Linked DNA regions of Pan troglodytes: region 1 is linked to region 2. The links are chromatin contacts, called in public HiChIP or PLAC-seq maps. All regions are on one chromosome and are shown on one strand. The core of a region is the stretch at or near the end of the contact, and the rest is flanking DNA. Distances in the headings are between cores, read along the strand shown. Region 1 holds the start of LSM8 (LSM8 homolog, U6 small nuclear RNA associated). Region 2 holds the start of CTTNBP2 (cortactin binding protein 2).

What was found. HiChIP or PLAC-seq counts read pairs in DNA pulled down with a chosen protein or histone mark.
Region 1: an H3K4me3 HiChIP or PLAC-seq map of stem cell-derived excitatory neurons shows a contact between it and region 2, with 5 times the contacts expected there. The contact joins the promoter of LSM8 here to the promoter of CTTNBP2 in region 2. A contact is called at or near these places in 1 of 7 Hi-C or Micro-C datasets (stem cell-derived neural progenitor cells) and 1 of 1 datasets of contacts at active chromatin or transcription factors (stem cell-derived excitatory neurons).

What each region holds. Positions count from the first base shown.
Region 1 is chr6:133,564,357-133,571,463 of NHGRI_mPanTro3-v2.0_pri, reverse strand. It overlaps LSM8 (LSM8 homolog, U6 small nuclear RNA associated), which reads right to left and starts at 3,217. Exons shown (of 4, transcript XM_063815544.1): 1 at 2,990-3,217; 2 at 1,633-1,680. The coding sequence starts at 3,085. LOC107975927 (a long non-coding RNA gene) reads left to right here and starts at 3,292. Exons shown (of 3, transcript XR_008549056.2): 1 at 3,292-3,388.
Region 2 is chr6:133,243,038-133,250,791 of NHGRI_mPanTro3-v2.0_pri, reverse strand. CTTNBP2 (cortactin binding protein 2) reads left to right here and starts at 1,696. Exons shown (of 22, transcript XM_009454062.4): 1 at 1,696-2,193. The coding sequence starts at 2,113. It also overlaps the pseudogene LOC107975649.

The DNA of each region.
Region 1 (7,107 bases), core at 1,968-4,467, 320 kb before region 2:
GTATTCAAGTTTCTGAAGAAATATCAACTAACATTGGTTTTGATGGTTAAACCTCTCAAGTTCTTAAACTGTTTTATCTTCTGAAAGTCAAAATATATAAAATGAGAATGAAATAAAAAGAGAATGAAATAAAATGAGAATGAAATCTGTAACTTGGAAGAGAAACAAAATATGGAATATTTATTGAACTAGTTAGCAAATGGTTGTTATCATAAACATCCATTCATAACTTCTTGACTTCATTTTACACATTATCCCATCAAATAAATTATGTGTCAAAGAAATACAGAACTACTGAACTTTAGAACTTAAGATGCTTTTTATATCACTTTCCTTCTTCTTTAAAATTAAAAATAATTTCTCAGTTTATTATCTACCCTGTTAACAAAAATAAGAAAATTTAAACTTAAGGTTTTCACCAAATTTTAAAAAAATGCAAATATCTACTAACAGCAATAGGCTTCCTGAAGTGTTGAAATTAAAATATGTCAAACTGTCCATATTTGAAAAAATACAATGTGAGGTGCCTAAGCAAACATCATTGCTTCCTTAAGAAAGAAGCCAGGCAACTGGCCTTGGCTTTGATGTCAAACCAAATTTAAATCCCAGTTTGGTTCTGTCACTTGCTACCCTTGTGACTCTGAGAAAGTGAGTCACCTTCTCTGAACTTGTTTCCTAATCTAGAATACAGGGGTACTTATTCTTCACAAGTTTGTACTGTACATTAAATAATGTAACACATATGCACCTGGCACATGATATAAATTTAGTAAAGGACAAAGCTAGAACTTTGACTAATAATAGTCACTAAGGACCCAGTGAAAAAAAAATCACAAGGCTTAAAAAGAAAATGAACAAAAGCAAAACTGAAGAATGGAAAAATAAGGGATCAAATTATTTAAAGAAACTAGGTAAGGTTAGAAAATAGAGAAAGTTCAGTAGCCTTAAAATTCTTTTGAAAGCATTCAGAGTATGAATTGTAAGTGAAGAAATAACCAAGTACCCAAAAATCTTGAGATGAATTCCTCGGATCAAATTCCAAATACAAGTATCACTATAGGAACGTTTTATCTTAGTTATATGACATAAATTAGCAAGGGAGAAACAACTTCAAGGAACAAGCCAATTTTACATATATATGTGTATATATAGAGAGTCAATCATCCTACAGTCATGTGTCCTACAGAAGACATGTCACACAACCTAAAAACAAAGAATATTAAGATTGTATACAAGCCTTAAATGTTGTTATCTAGATATTAATAGTATCTAAATCATTAAAAAGTTACTAAGCATATGCAAAATTTCAAAAAAATTCTGATTCATGTGGTGCTGAATGGGGAAGGAAATAAAAATGGAAGAAGAAAAGTAAGTTTAATAAAGGTCTACAGACTAGGAGCTCTCTGAGGGCAGAATCTATTATTCTAGCTCCGAGAAACCTTGTAGGTAACACACAATGTTTATTAGTGAGGAAAACATGGATTGACAGCAAAGTGATAAAGAGCTGAATTATAATAAAATTGCACTACGGGTGTAATGTGCTGTCTAGGCATTAGAGATTAGAGGTTTCACATAAAATTTGCAACCAATAAACCTACAGGAAAGCAGAGAATGAAAATTCCAAAGACTTACCACAATCATTCTCCCATCTGATGTAATAACGGCAACAGTTCCTGATAACTGAATCAAAGAAAGTGTTTCTTAGGGAATGCAAATTGAAAACAGACTCTGGCAAGGGAATGATTTGAATTTTTAGAAGAAATATGACAACTAGGTAAAAGTATTCAACACAGCCACTGAGTTCACTACATAAAAACGTTAAAAGTTTCTTCGACGCCAAGGCAGGAGGATCTAGCTTGGGCAACACAGCGATACCCTCATCTCTATTACCCTGGCCTGGTGACCTATAGTCCCAGCTACTCAGGAGGCAGAGGCAGAGGCAGGAGGATTGCTTGGGCTCAGGAGTTCAAGGTTGCATTGAGCCATGATCAAGCCACTGCACTCCAGCCTGGGCAACACAGTGAGACCCTCGACTCAAAAAAAGAAAAAAAAAAAAAAACTTAAAAAAAGCTTCTGTTTTTGTCTTTGTGATAATTACATGATTAAAAAAGGGAAAAAATAGAAAAAGAAAGCCTTTCTGTATGTGATCGGTGTATCTTATCTCAAAATATCCTGGATTTTTGACACTTTTCTACTAGGAAGGTTACCAATCTATTATTTCAGGCAGGATATTTCGTTTCTTAGGCCTGTTTATTTCTAAAATGAAAAGTGGATGAGTACTAAATTAATCGATGTTGGACGATTTTCCAGCATGTTAAAAAACTGTCTTCCAGGACAGGCTTCTGTAATTCAAAAGTAAAGAAACTATATAAGCAGTGTCACAGGGTACCAATAACGCATCATTAAAAGCATTCGGTATTTAATTTTTGTCACCCAGTTTGTACCTGAGCATAACGTAGTGTTTTTGTCCTGAGACTTTAAAACGGTAACACTTGTAAAGTCTATTTTAAGACTTCCCATGGGGTTGTTACTTGCTCCTCACTATAATCCATTACAACAGCAAGCATTTTTTTCATTCTACCAACAAGTTGGGACTTCAAGTGGTAAAGGGACAGAAACAGTCTGTGAACCATCGTTAAACTTTTTGCTATCCTCGAACGAGCAAATTATGTGAATAAAACAAGTACAAAGATTTGCAAAACTGTTGTCGCCGCCAGGACGACTGTTCATCTTATTCACAAACATTAACACTTATGCCATAGGGAAATAGTAAGGAAGAATCAAGAGCGTACATTTTTTTAAGACAGAAAAGTTCGGAATAATCACACTGGGTTTTTATTTGGCTTTTGCAGGCAAATGGAAAGGACCCCTGGGCCCGCAGCAGCGGGAAGGCTCGAGGCGCCGCGGGCGAACTCTGGGTCGTTCCGGGGCCCTCATCTCCTCGCCCGCCCCCAGGATCCCGCCGATGCCAGGCCTCCCAACCTCCCACCGATCTCCGACCGGCGGCCTGTCCGCGACCCCGGCTCACGCCCGCGGCGGCCAGCTTGAGGATACGGTTGATGTAGTTCTCCAAAGCGGACGTCATGCTGTTCCGCCCGGCAGTTCCGGGTAACGCAGCGGTGCGGACAACAAGCAGAACTGAAAGGGCGCGCCAGAACCCGGGAGCGGCTAGCGCCTGCGGGTCGCACCAAATATCGTGAGAGTTGCTGCTCCGCAGCCCTGTGAGTCGGAAATTGGGACGAACTGGCCAACCAAACAGAAGCCGCACAGCGGTGACGAGAGAGTGCGCGTGCGCAGTGTGTTTTCTCTGTAATTCTGGGCCGTGTTCCGGAAGCCGCGTAAGACAAAAGCGAACGAGAGGCGGAAAAAAGGAAGACGCTTCCTGAAGGTGGGGTATGAGACAGAAGTTGGGGGAGAGTGGGTTTCCAATCCGAGGAAAAGGCAGTGTGGTGGAAGTTAACAAGAGAAAATGTTGAGACGAGGTAGAGCAGGCAGGAATAAACGAAATAAGGTGTTTTTATTAGGAGTGAAGGAGAGAGACGAGTGCTGTTGTGTGAAATGTAGGTGCGGTAGTTGAATCCCTAGTTTTCTGCAGCAGAAGCCGAAAATAACGCTAAAAATAAGTTCAGTTGCCCGGGACAGAGTTGCGCACGTTATAACCACACGGTGTACGCCTCTTAAGAACTCAGCAGTGAAATACACTTTCGTATGTTCTGCTTTTGTCTCTAAAAGTGTTCCAAAATGGAGATGTTTTTACTTTTTAAAGAAACTAAATGCAAATAGGCAAAGGTGTGTGACCATCCCTTAGAAAACGAATGTCCACGCTTCTGCCACGCCAGGATGGTCTACCTTTCTCCAGGGTGAAATTAGTAAGTAAAAGGCTGCTGCAGCACCGAGAAAGGACCGATGCAGGAAGGCACCAAACTTGGTTCTAATCTTGGCTCTGCTAACAAATTGGTGTCATTGCACAGGTCACTTCAATTCTTTTGGACCTCAGTTTCCTTAGATAGTCCCATAGGTATCATTTCAGATATTTCCCAGTGCGATACTGTTCCCACTCTATTTACTGTTGCCCTAACTTGAGAGAGCTTGAAGTTAGAAAGAGATTTATACACAAAACACCAGCAGGAGCGATTTCCCTTTTTTGCAAAATATCTTTATAATTTCAGTTAAACATGTATTTTCTTAAGAATTGTGGCTTTGTAATAACTCTTGCAATGTCAGCAGTTTTCCTCGGAAAAGGAAGCATTTCTTAATTAGAGCATACCCACAAGATACTCCCAAATAGTTAATATTTTATATTCTGGAACTTATTCCTATCTGTTTGAAATCAAATGTAGTCAGGAATTAGATTGTGAATGTCTCATATTCTCAGGGTAACAAATGAAAGTGTCTTCCGCTAATGAAAGAACAAAGATAATTGTGTGATTTGCAAATGTTAGGTGTTGAACCAAAACCCAAAGACTAATTAATGATTAACGAGGTGTTAGGAGTTTTGTTAAAAAAAGAAATTGCTGGGCATGTTGGTGGGTTCCTGTAACCCCAGCTACTCTGGAGGGTGAGGCAGGAGAATTGCTTCAACCCGGGAGGCGGAGGTTACAGTGAGCTGAGATCACGCCATTCCACTCCAGCCTGGGCGACAAAAGCGAAACTCCATTTCAAAAACAAACAAACAAAAAAACCTCTGTGTGATCTTATAAAAATGAGGCCGGGTGCAGTTGCTAACATCTGTAATCCCAGCACTTTGGGAGGCCAAAGCAGGTGGATCACGAGGTCAAGAGATCAACACCATCCTGGCCAACGTGGTGAAACCCCCTCTCTACTAAAATAAAAAAATTAGCCAGCATGGTGGCGGGCGCCTGTAGTCCCATATACCAGGGAGGCAGAGGCAGGAGAACCACTAGAACCTGGGAGGTGAAGTTTGCGGTGAGCGAAGATTGTGCCACTGCGTTCCAGCCTGGGCGACAGAGCGATACTCCATCTCAAAAAAAAAAAAAAAAAAAAAGAATACTCCCTACGGCTTTTCATCCCGTAGAGTGTGCTTTTGTAAGTCTATTGCCCTGTGTAGTTGTCATTAAATTAATATGCCAGATAAATAACAGATGAACAGTGTTTATGGAGCATCACAAAATCTCTTTGGCTGGGAACTTTTTTACATGTGTCTTAAAATCGCTATATTTTCTGTAGTCTGTAAGGATCACAGATGTAGCGAGAAAACCTATGGATAAATAAAAGTCGGTTTATTAAGACAAAATGAATTACATCTGGATGCAAACATTACATATGTGATTTATCTATATTAGCCATGTACCCTTGGGAGTACATGAATGTAGAAACCTTAGCATCTCATAAAGGAGAATTACGTTAAAGCTCCAATAAGGGAAAACTGATACACATAAACATCTGACTACTAAAAAATTAGGAGTTAACAGTGAAACTTGCCCCTTAAGTCGAAACCTCTCAAAGTAATGCTCATTTAAATGACATTATATCACTGATAAAGTATCAACCAAAGTATGCTTGTAATAGATAATTTTATTCCATTACTTCTGAATCTAAATCTTGAGCAGAAAACCTTAACCTAAAGGATCAGACTTCTAGTAGAATCCTAGGAAACTGAATTTGCGCTTCTCTGAATAGTTTATGGAAAACTATCACAATAGCAGTTTTTTAAAATAAAATAATATTTTTAACCTTATGTGATGAGAACTTTTATTTCCTTTTACGCGTTTATGCTTTACTTCCCTACAAGTTGCAAAGGTGTTAACCAATCAGTAATATATATTGAATAGATCTAACTAGAGTTCTCCTAGGCAGAAAAGGACATAAGTAGATCATGCGTCTCTACTTACAAGGAAATTCCTGAATAGTTACAGACCTTTACTTATAAAAATGAAATAATTATTGCATGAAAAAAATGAATATTCCAAATTACAAATAAAGGTAATTGATAGTCTTCATTTAACACTATAAATTACAAAGTGCTTTACTTACTTTTTTCATTTAGGGTAATAAAGACAGGTAGATTTAACTCCATTACTTAAGGGATGGAAAAGATCAAATATAAGTGATTTGTTAATTGAGAAGCAGTTTAGGATCATTATTAAGAACACTGACTCATGAACTGCCTGAATTTTTATTTGTTTGACTTTGAGCATACTTAACCTCCTGTGCCTGTTTCCCCATCTGTAAAATGAGGAAAACTACACAAAACTACATCTAATTGTTGAGGAACTAAAAGTAATACTTGAAGAGCCTGATATATAATGAGTACTCATTGTTATTCAAGGACATAGACTATACCATAAATAACCTTTTTTTTTTTTTAAGTCCCAAAGCTTATTCCAATACGGTGTTTTGTTCATGGCCATTTTTTATGATTGGATAGATTGAGCTGTGCACATTTTAAGTGCTTAAGGAAGGGAAAGATGGATATGAGTTCAAATCTTAGGAGGTTTTACAAAACAGGTAAGACTTAAATCAGTGCTTGAGAAGAAGTGCAAATACACTTTAGGAAAATGACCTGACATTAATTTTTTTTTTTTTTTTTTGAGATGGAGTCTCGTTTTGTTACCCAGGCTGGAGTGCAGTGGTGCGATCTAGGCTCACTGCAACCTCTGCCTCCCGGGTTCAAGCGATTCTCCTGCCTCAGACTCCCGAGTAGCTGGGATTACAGACATGCACCACCACGCTTGGCTAATTTTTGTATTTTTAGTAGAGACGGGGTTTCACCATGTTGGCCAGGCTGGTCTCAAAATCCCAACCTCAGGTGATCCGCCCATGTCGGCCTCCCAAAGTGCTGGGATTACAGGCGTGAATCATCACGCTTGGTCCTGACATTAATATTTAGCGAAGGTAAAAACTGAAGATAAAAAGGCCAGCAGGAGTTCAGGTATGCGTTTCTGATTTGTAGCAGTAAGAATGGAGAGGCATATTCTGTGCTCACAGAGGTTAATAACTAATAAAAGAATGGAGAGGCAGAAAAAAAGTGATTTGAAGACAGAGCTTAAGAAAGGTGATGAGGCCAAACCCAGTGGCTCACGTGTAATTTCAGCACTATGGGAGCCTGAGGTAGGAAGATTGCTTGAGTCCAGGAGTTTGAGGCTA
Region 2 (7,754 bases), core at 447-2,946:
AGGGGGGTGGGCAAGGACTGATTTCCTTGTAACATGATCCTGCTTTAACTGTATTTAGGTGAATACAAGCTATTTTTTTCCCAGTGATTTTTTTTTAAAAATTGGGCTGCATGTATAAAAGGGATTTGCTTCCCAGAGATGGTGTCATTTCATATTTCTAACTCTTAACCCTGAGTAAAACTTATTATTATTATTTTTTCCAGAAGTTTGCCAGTTAATTGCTTGAGAAGTATTCAACATCAGAATCAAGAAAATTGATTGCCTTGCAATGTGTGAAAGTGCATTTTGAAAAGAACAAGGAATGCCCTTGGACTTTAAATTTTTACTATCAGTTTGACATCTAACTTTTACTGTCCAGTGGTTTTCTTTCATCTTAAAGAAATCTAGTTATTCTAATATTGAGCAGTTTTAGAGAGTATACTTAATAAAGGGAAGTGGTATAATGAACAGGGATGGATATTAAAGGGATAAGTGAGGGAGTAACTATCAGAGCCAATATAAATAAATAAATAAATAAATAAATAAATAAATAAGTACCTGTACTCACAGGATAACCTGGAGATGATTTCTAAGCCTCTGACTTTTAGCCCCAGAGTTCTAGGTAAAGTTCTTTCTTGACCTCTCTTCTGGGAGGGAACTTTTCACAGTTTATTAATCAATCCCTTTCAGGGTCTTTGCAGAAAAGATTTTCTCTGCCCTGGTTTGTGTCATATTTGGGTCTAATTTGGAAAGTGGAGCAATTAAAGAGTCAAAACCTTTCATTAGGAGCCTGCCATTAAAAAAAGAAGAAGAAAGAAAGAAAGAAAGAAAAAAAGGAAAAAAAAAAAAAAAAAGCTTTGATCTGTAACCCTTGGACTGAACATTCTAGTCATTCATCTTCCAAAATTTCAAGTGCAAGATTTGGTTTTGGTTTGATTTTACGTCTTTGAGACACAGCTTGAATGTCTCAATTTGATTTTATGCATTCGACACATTTTTAGGGATCTGGTGATTTGGGAAGGGCTGTACCATATGGTCTTGGTGAGGTGATAGATTTTCACATTCTGGAAATTGGCAGCAAAGGGTAGGAAATGAATTAGATGTGGAAAGGGAAGATTAAGCGTTTGGGCCTAATTCACTCATCTCATGAAAAATCTTCTGAGACGTGTAATTCCCATAAAATCTATTTTTACAAATACGGCTTTTGTTTGGTTGTTTTTGGTGTATATGTACACGTGTCCTCACACGTAGGGAGTAATTTTTTAAAATTCTCTCAAAAGTAGAGGACATGACATTTAGCTTTTAAAGCTATGACATTTAACACTTCTCAGTTAGTCCTTCAGGAGAGATCTCAGACTTAGGGGGGTCACAGAATATAAAACAGCCCGCTACACATTTCCTGAAAAGGAGATTGTATAGAAAGTTAGGAGCTGAGGGGCTGGTGCCACGTTCTAAAAGAAAACAGGACAGACAAATCGTTTTCATCTGAGAATTGTTTTTGGAGAAACACTAGAGTCAACGATAGAATAAATCAGAGCCAGGTGTGTATATATATAGGGAGAATAAAAACACCCTGGCGGCAATGAAATTTAAGAAAGAGCAATTTAAGAAGAAAGGGGTGCCCTGTGTGATTCCTCGCGGTGGGATAGAGGGAGCTGAAGTGTAGGATTTTCCCTGATCTTTCAGAGAATTCAGATTCAGGAGGCCTGACATTTAATCTGGTCTGTGCACGGATTTCTCCGGCTTGGTGGGGGTTCTGCGGAATGCAACGCTCCTCGGGCGCTTTCTGCCTTCACCTCTTCCGTGGTCTTTGATCCCCAGTCCCCGCGCAGGGCCGCAGCGGAGCCAGGTCGTGCGCCCATTTCTCGCACCTCCACGAGCCCGCGGCTGGCGCCACCGGGCGCGGGACGCGGGGCGCGGGGCGGGACCGAGGCGGGGCGCTCCGGCGCGCAGCGGGTTAAGCGGCGAGGGCGGTGGCGAGGGGCGGAGGGAGTGCCGCGGCTCCCGGCTCCCGGCTCCCGGCTCCAGGCGCCCGCGTCCCGGACAGCAGCGGGTTAAGTGCCGCCCGCGCGGAGACGGCTGAGTCCGGAGCCGCGGCTCCGAGCTCGCATTCGGATCCGCTAGAGCAGGAAGATGGCGACGGACGGCGCGAGCTGCGAGCCCGACTTGTCCCGGGCCCCGGAGGACGCGGCGGGGGCCGCAGCGGAGGCGGCGGTAACCGAGTTCCCGGGGCGGGCGCGGGGCTAGAGTAGACGCGGGCCGGGGGCGGCGCCGGGGTCCCAGCCGGACCCGACTTCGCACCCCCGGGACGTTCCGTAAGCCCGGGACTCTCCGGTGCCCCTTCATCGGGGCGCCCCTTCCTCGGGATGCCCACACGGTGGAGGCCGGGGGGGGAGCGGAGCAGCCACCCTGGCTGGGGATCCCTTCTGTCCCTTCCGCGCCCCACGGGAAGCGGCCCCGGGTCGCCCGGTTCTCCCAGCTCCCTGTCTGCGTCCAGTGCGACCCCTATGCCCACTCCCTCCGCTGCGGTCGCTTCTGGCCGGGGGAGAAGGCTGGGACGTGTTTCCTGGCGAATTTGACCCCCCATTGTTCACCTCTCGCTGCGCGCGTGGTTGTAAGCGCGTGTCTCGGGGGTGCCTGGTACCGCTCAGCGGACCCGGGAGAGCAGCTTGGGGGAGGTGGGCCATCGCCCAGCAGGTGTGGGGATGCCCATTGTGTGCATCTGGTCCTGTGCCTTCGGGAGGCCCACTGGGAGAGGGCCGTGTCCAGATGTGGGCGCTGCTGCCGCTGAGGCCAGCGCTTTAGGTCCTAGCAGCCTGCTGCCCCATTACTTGGTGGTAGTGATTGGGGTGGGGTGGATGGATTGGTTCTTCCCGAGACGATGCTCAGGAGAGGTGGAGGTTCTGCACCTGGTTTCAAGACATTGTTCTCCTTCTCTGGAGTCTAGAAGCCGAATGCGCTACCATTCTTGACTGGTCCTTACTTTCACCCCCTTAATATACCGGTGTAGAGACTCGCTGGTGGTTTCCAGCCTCTACTTTGGGGAAGGGCTGGACCCACATTTCCTGGGTGGAAAAGGTTCTCGGTGTTTGGGAAGCAGCTTCGCAGGAGCTGCAAGGAGCTGCAGAGAAAGGCAGATCTGGGAGCGCCTCCCACTCTTGGCCCGATCTGGCTGCTCCCGCCGAAGGATGGGGTGGGATGGAGCGAGCGGGGCGTGGACGCCCCCCTCTTCCTATCAAGACCTGAGCAGAATCAGTGCAGGAGCGGGAGAGGGCAGGGCCGGGCGTAAACAGCGGGGGCCGCTTTAACTTCCTCCCACCCTCTGGAGGTAGGGCTTTCTGGAGAGGGAGAGGAGAGATGTGGAGGAAGGTACTTGGGGTGAGAGGAGCTGAGCCTGGCAATGGAAGGAGAAACGGGGAGGAGGACTGCTAATTTCCACTTGTAAAACTGGCAAGTTTTGATTTGAACTTTTGGGAAAATGGAGTTTCCATTCTTTGCATAGAAAATGAGAACTTTAAGATTTCAAACGAAACCTGCCCACTTATGTGAATCAGCTCCCCTCTGTGGCGCACAGTAAGGAAACTAGCTATTGAGACAAGGCTCTCTGGCAAGTGGAAATGATTTGGTGCCTTCATCCCCAAAAGGTGGGAAGGGGAAGGACGAGGAAAAAGAAAGAGGGTGTGTGGGGTGTGTGTGTGTGTGTGTGTGTGTGTGTGTGTGTGTGTGTGTGTGTGTGTGTGTGGTGTTTCTTGTTCCCCAGAAAGGTTGAATTTGTTTACTTAATCCACTCAGAATGGGTTTCTGTTACCCTCAATATTTTAATCACCTGACAATTAACCCAAACACAAACATCTGACTAATGGTCTGTAGAGCTGATATATAGTTTTGTTAGGTTAGATCGTAAACAAAACCCAGGACGCCAGGCAGATTTCTGTGTTAACAAGGTCAGTGTTCCCTCTCTTCTGTTTAAAATGTTCAAGTCTGATTTTCACTGCTGATAGTTGGGGATTTGATAATTTCACCCTTGTTAATGGGCAGAGCCATGGAAAATCTGCGAAAGTGAACCTTCTTTGCTATTTCCATAGAATCCTTTAGGGTTGCGAGATGCAATAAGGATTCTTCATCTAGTAGTTTAAAAACCAGTAATAATTTCTGAATTTTTAGTAAAATTTTGATGATGGCTTTTGTAGTAAATTGGGCCTTTTATTTTAGTTCTCCAAATAGTTTTGACTTAATAAGGCATGGTTCTCTCATATCAGCCGCTTGACCTATAGACTGATTTTTAAGTGAAAGGAAAGCTAGTGTAGAGGAGTGATATGTGTCATCACAATTGCTCCTTAAAAATCAAAGGCGTTTTATGCATTTTGGGTTCTTGTTGACTGATATTTTTTATTTTAGTGAACAATTCACTTTGCATTTTGGAGATTTGTTGACTTTCAAATTGGTTTACATATCGTGCATTTTTATGTATACATTTGGCAGTAAGGAGTCAATGGAAGCTCTGAAGCAGTAGGCTATTTTTGAAAGTGTTTTCACTAAGCTTTGACTATTTAGATTGTTGCTTAGAAACAAGCTTAATTTATAGTTTTCAGTTTAATATCATTTTTAGTGGAATGTTTTAAATTTAGTTTGTGATCCTCATTCTTAGCTGTTTAAATCCTGAAAGCATCCCAAGTTTAAGGCTGGGTAACAGCTACATTATTCAATAGGATCATATTAATAGTCTTTGCCGTGAACCGTGCCGGGAAACCTGGGCTATTTTCAGTGCCTTAGCCAAATGTGATGACTTTTATAGGCCATATTGCTGTTTCCACTCTGAAAATAACTCCTAATGGATAAGGCAGTATGGAAAACGAAATCTTCATGCTTTTTATTGTCACCAAAGAATTTTGGAATGAAAGGAAAATGGAGATCTTTTTAGAGCTATATTTGGGAAGCCAAGCAACATTCTTGTCATTCTGAGCTTTTCTGGAGCAGCTAATAGACAAGAAGTAGGTATAAAATTTGTTGTCATGGTGGCAGTGACAAAGAAAAACTTGGACAATGATTTAAAATGCACGACAGTGATGTTAAACAAATTAACAGCTGAACTTGAAATTTTTGTTTTCCAGGTGACAGTATTGAATGTAAATGCACTGAAAAGAACTTTCGTAGCCAATTGCGCTAAGCGTTTTTTTAAACTAAATTATAGTTACGTGGCAGCTATAGAATGTTGAAAGTTTTGCAGCTTAATTTTTAAATAGGAAATAACGTAGATTTAACACACATTACTGAACACTTACTGAGATACAGGCATCATGAGTATGATCTTCGCTGCCCTAAAGTAATACATTCCAGTGATAGAAACTGACATACGCCAAGGAATCAAATTGGGGATGATGGTGTCATGAGAGGCAAAAATGATTTTGCATTAGAAGTTTGGAGAGGAACAGTCATAGAGAGGGTCCCTAGTGGATGGATCTAGAAACTTCCATAGAAGGATGACATTTGAAGTAGTCCTTGAGACTGAAGGAGGATTTGGACCGGCACTGCAAGAAGGAGTGTGCAAATGTGGTCATATCCTAGGGAGCCATATGCGAAGGGTTTTCAGTGATGAGCATAGAGGTTCCCATTCTGGTCTCAGCTATGTGGTTCAGAAAAATAGCTTGGAAGTTGAGGAAATTGACTGGAATATTTTTCCAAAGATGAGAATATAACTGTTTTCAGTGTCCTGCTTTTCACTCTTTTTTTTCTTCTTAAATAATAGGTTGTAGATTTCTGTTTGCCCCAGTTTTTGAACTTTATTATTATTGTCGTTGCTGTCATTGTATTTCTCACAGCAGCAATTTTGTTTAGAGAACATTTGTCTTCTCAGTGATTGAATCCATGCCTGGGCTAGATTACCAGTTGGTTCTATCCTTGTGTGTTTCTCATAACTTTATGAGGTGAGAAAATGTTTCACAGCCTTGGTACTTAGACATTTACAAATATCTGCTGTTGATCATGTGGACAGGAAGGCTGTGGCTGGGAGAAAGCAGCCTCCTCCTCCGAGGAGAGTTGTGTGAAGTTTGTAAAAGAAAGCAAAGGTGGTTAGCACAATGCCAGGCACATGGTAAGTGTTCCACAAATATTTACTGAATGAAGAAAATGAAAAGAAGCTCACCAAGAAGCTGTGTCATAAAATTTAATGTTGATTGGCTAATTAGAAAACTCACTTTGTGTGTTACCAGCTATCTTATAGTGAAATTATTGGCCTGTGACTTGTAATAATTAATGTTATAGATATTATAGATCTTGATCCAAAAAGATAACCCTAATTCTTTTAAAATTTTCATTTTAATACTGCCGCTTTCCAAGCTGCTTTTCTCAATGACTTCTTAGATTCTTTGCAGGGGTTTTTTAAAAGTTTAATTTCCAACACTATTAGTTTTCTCTTTAGATTCTCCCTTTTCAAAATGATGATTGAGGCTGCACCTCTGCCATCCTGCATCCTTCCAATAATAAGAGTCAAGGCCACATCACCCATTGGGGTGTGGAGGAGAGGATGATTGATAGGGGGTTAAGAGAAATGTGGGGAAGTTTGGAAACAGGAAAGGGGAATAAAAGGAAAGAATGGGCAGGAAAAAAGGAGTTTAGGCAAGGCTTTAGAATAGTCTGCAATTTCACAGAAATGTGGGACTGGAATTTCAACTTTGAATGTGCCTAGGAAGGATGGAGCAGTATCCCCCAACTTCGTTTACTTTGCTACCCAGGCCTGTCTGAGTATTGCTTTAGAAGGATACTTTATTTGAACATTCTCGATTACATTATTCTCTGTTGGTGCTCCTTTGCAAAGCTTATGTAACATGGAAAAATATTTGTCTTTTCTGTTGGTAGTTAGGTAAGGAATCAGAGGAGAGGTACGAGAGACGATGATGATGACATCGATATTGAAAGATTTTTAAAATTTTAATGTTTTAAATAACTTACACAAATAACGAGATCATATTATTAATGCTGTGTACAGCATGATGCCTTCCATATAGAAATCCTGATTTTAGAGTAGGGGGAGATACTCTCTTTAAATAAATTGTTAGTAACCAACTAATACGTTGGGGATCAGTTTAAAAGGTTATAGTAAATGTAGAGTAGTCGAGGTAACATTGCTGTGTGGAGTGAGTACTTGTTTGCAGATGATTTGGTTTTGACATTTTTATATTTCATTGAAAAGACAAGATGGTTCCAAAGGCCTGCGTCTTCATTTGGCCCAGCCTTTTCATTTGAAAATCAGCGTGCAGATATTTGCCACCTACAGATAATCAAGACTATTCTTTAATGCATTGTAAGCTTCTTAAAGGATGGTTATTACATTTGAATGTCTGCTTGCCTGTGGAGCTGATCCATGTCCCATGTCGGGCTGATGTAACATTGAAAAACTGAGTTAGGGTGAAAATAGATGTTGTTTTATTTGAGATGTAGTCCTTTTTTTTCCCTAAGGAGGAAATAGAGACTGCGGGGAGATCTGAAAGGAGGAAAAGGGAGGTAGCTGAGCTTAATTATCGGAGGCTGTCACCCCTGAGCCAGTTTTCTGCCATTCTTTCCAGCTTTCTCAGCTAAAACTAGTTACATCCATTACCAGGTTTCCTTCCTGACATTGTTTCCTTGTCAGTATTACCTCCTTTCAATACACTGAGTTTCTTGTCTTGCATCAAAGACCCCAGACAGTGTGGTTGATTTGAGGTGCATGACCTTGGAGAGCTGACACCAAATAGATCTCATGTTCTCATACTATATGTTGTTTTAAAGTGGAACATCAA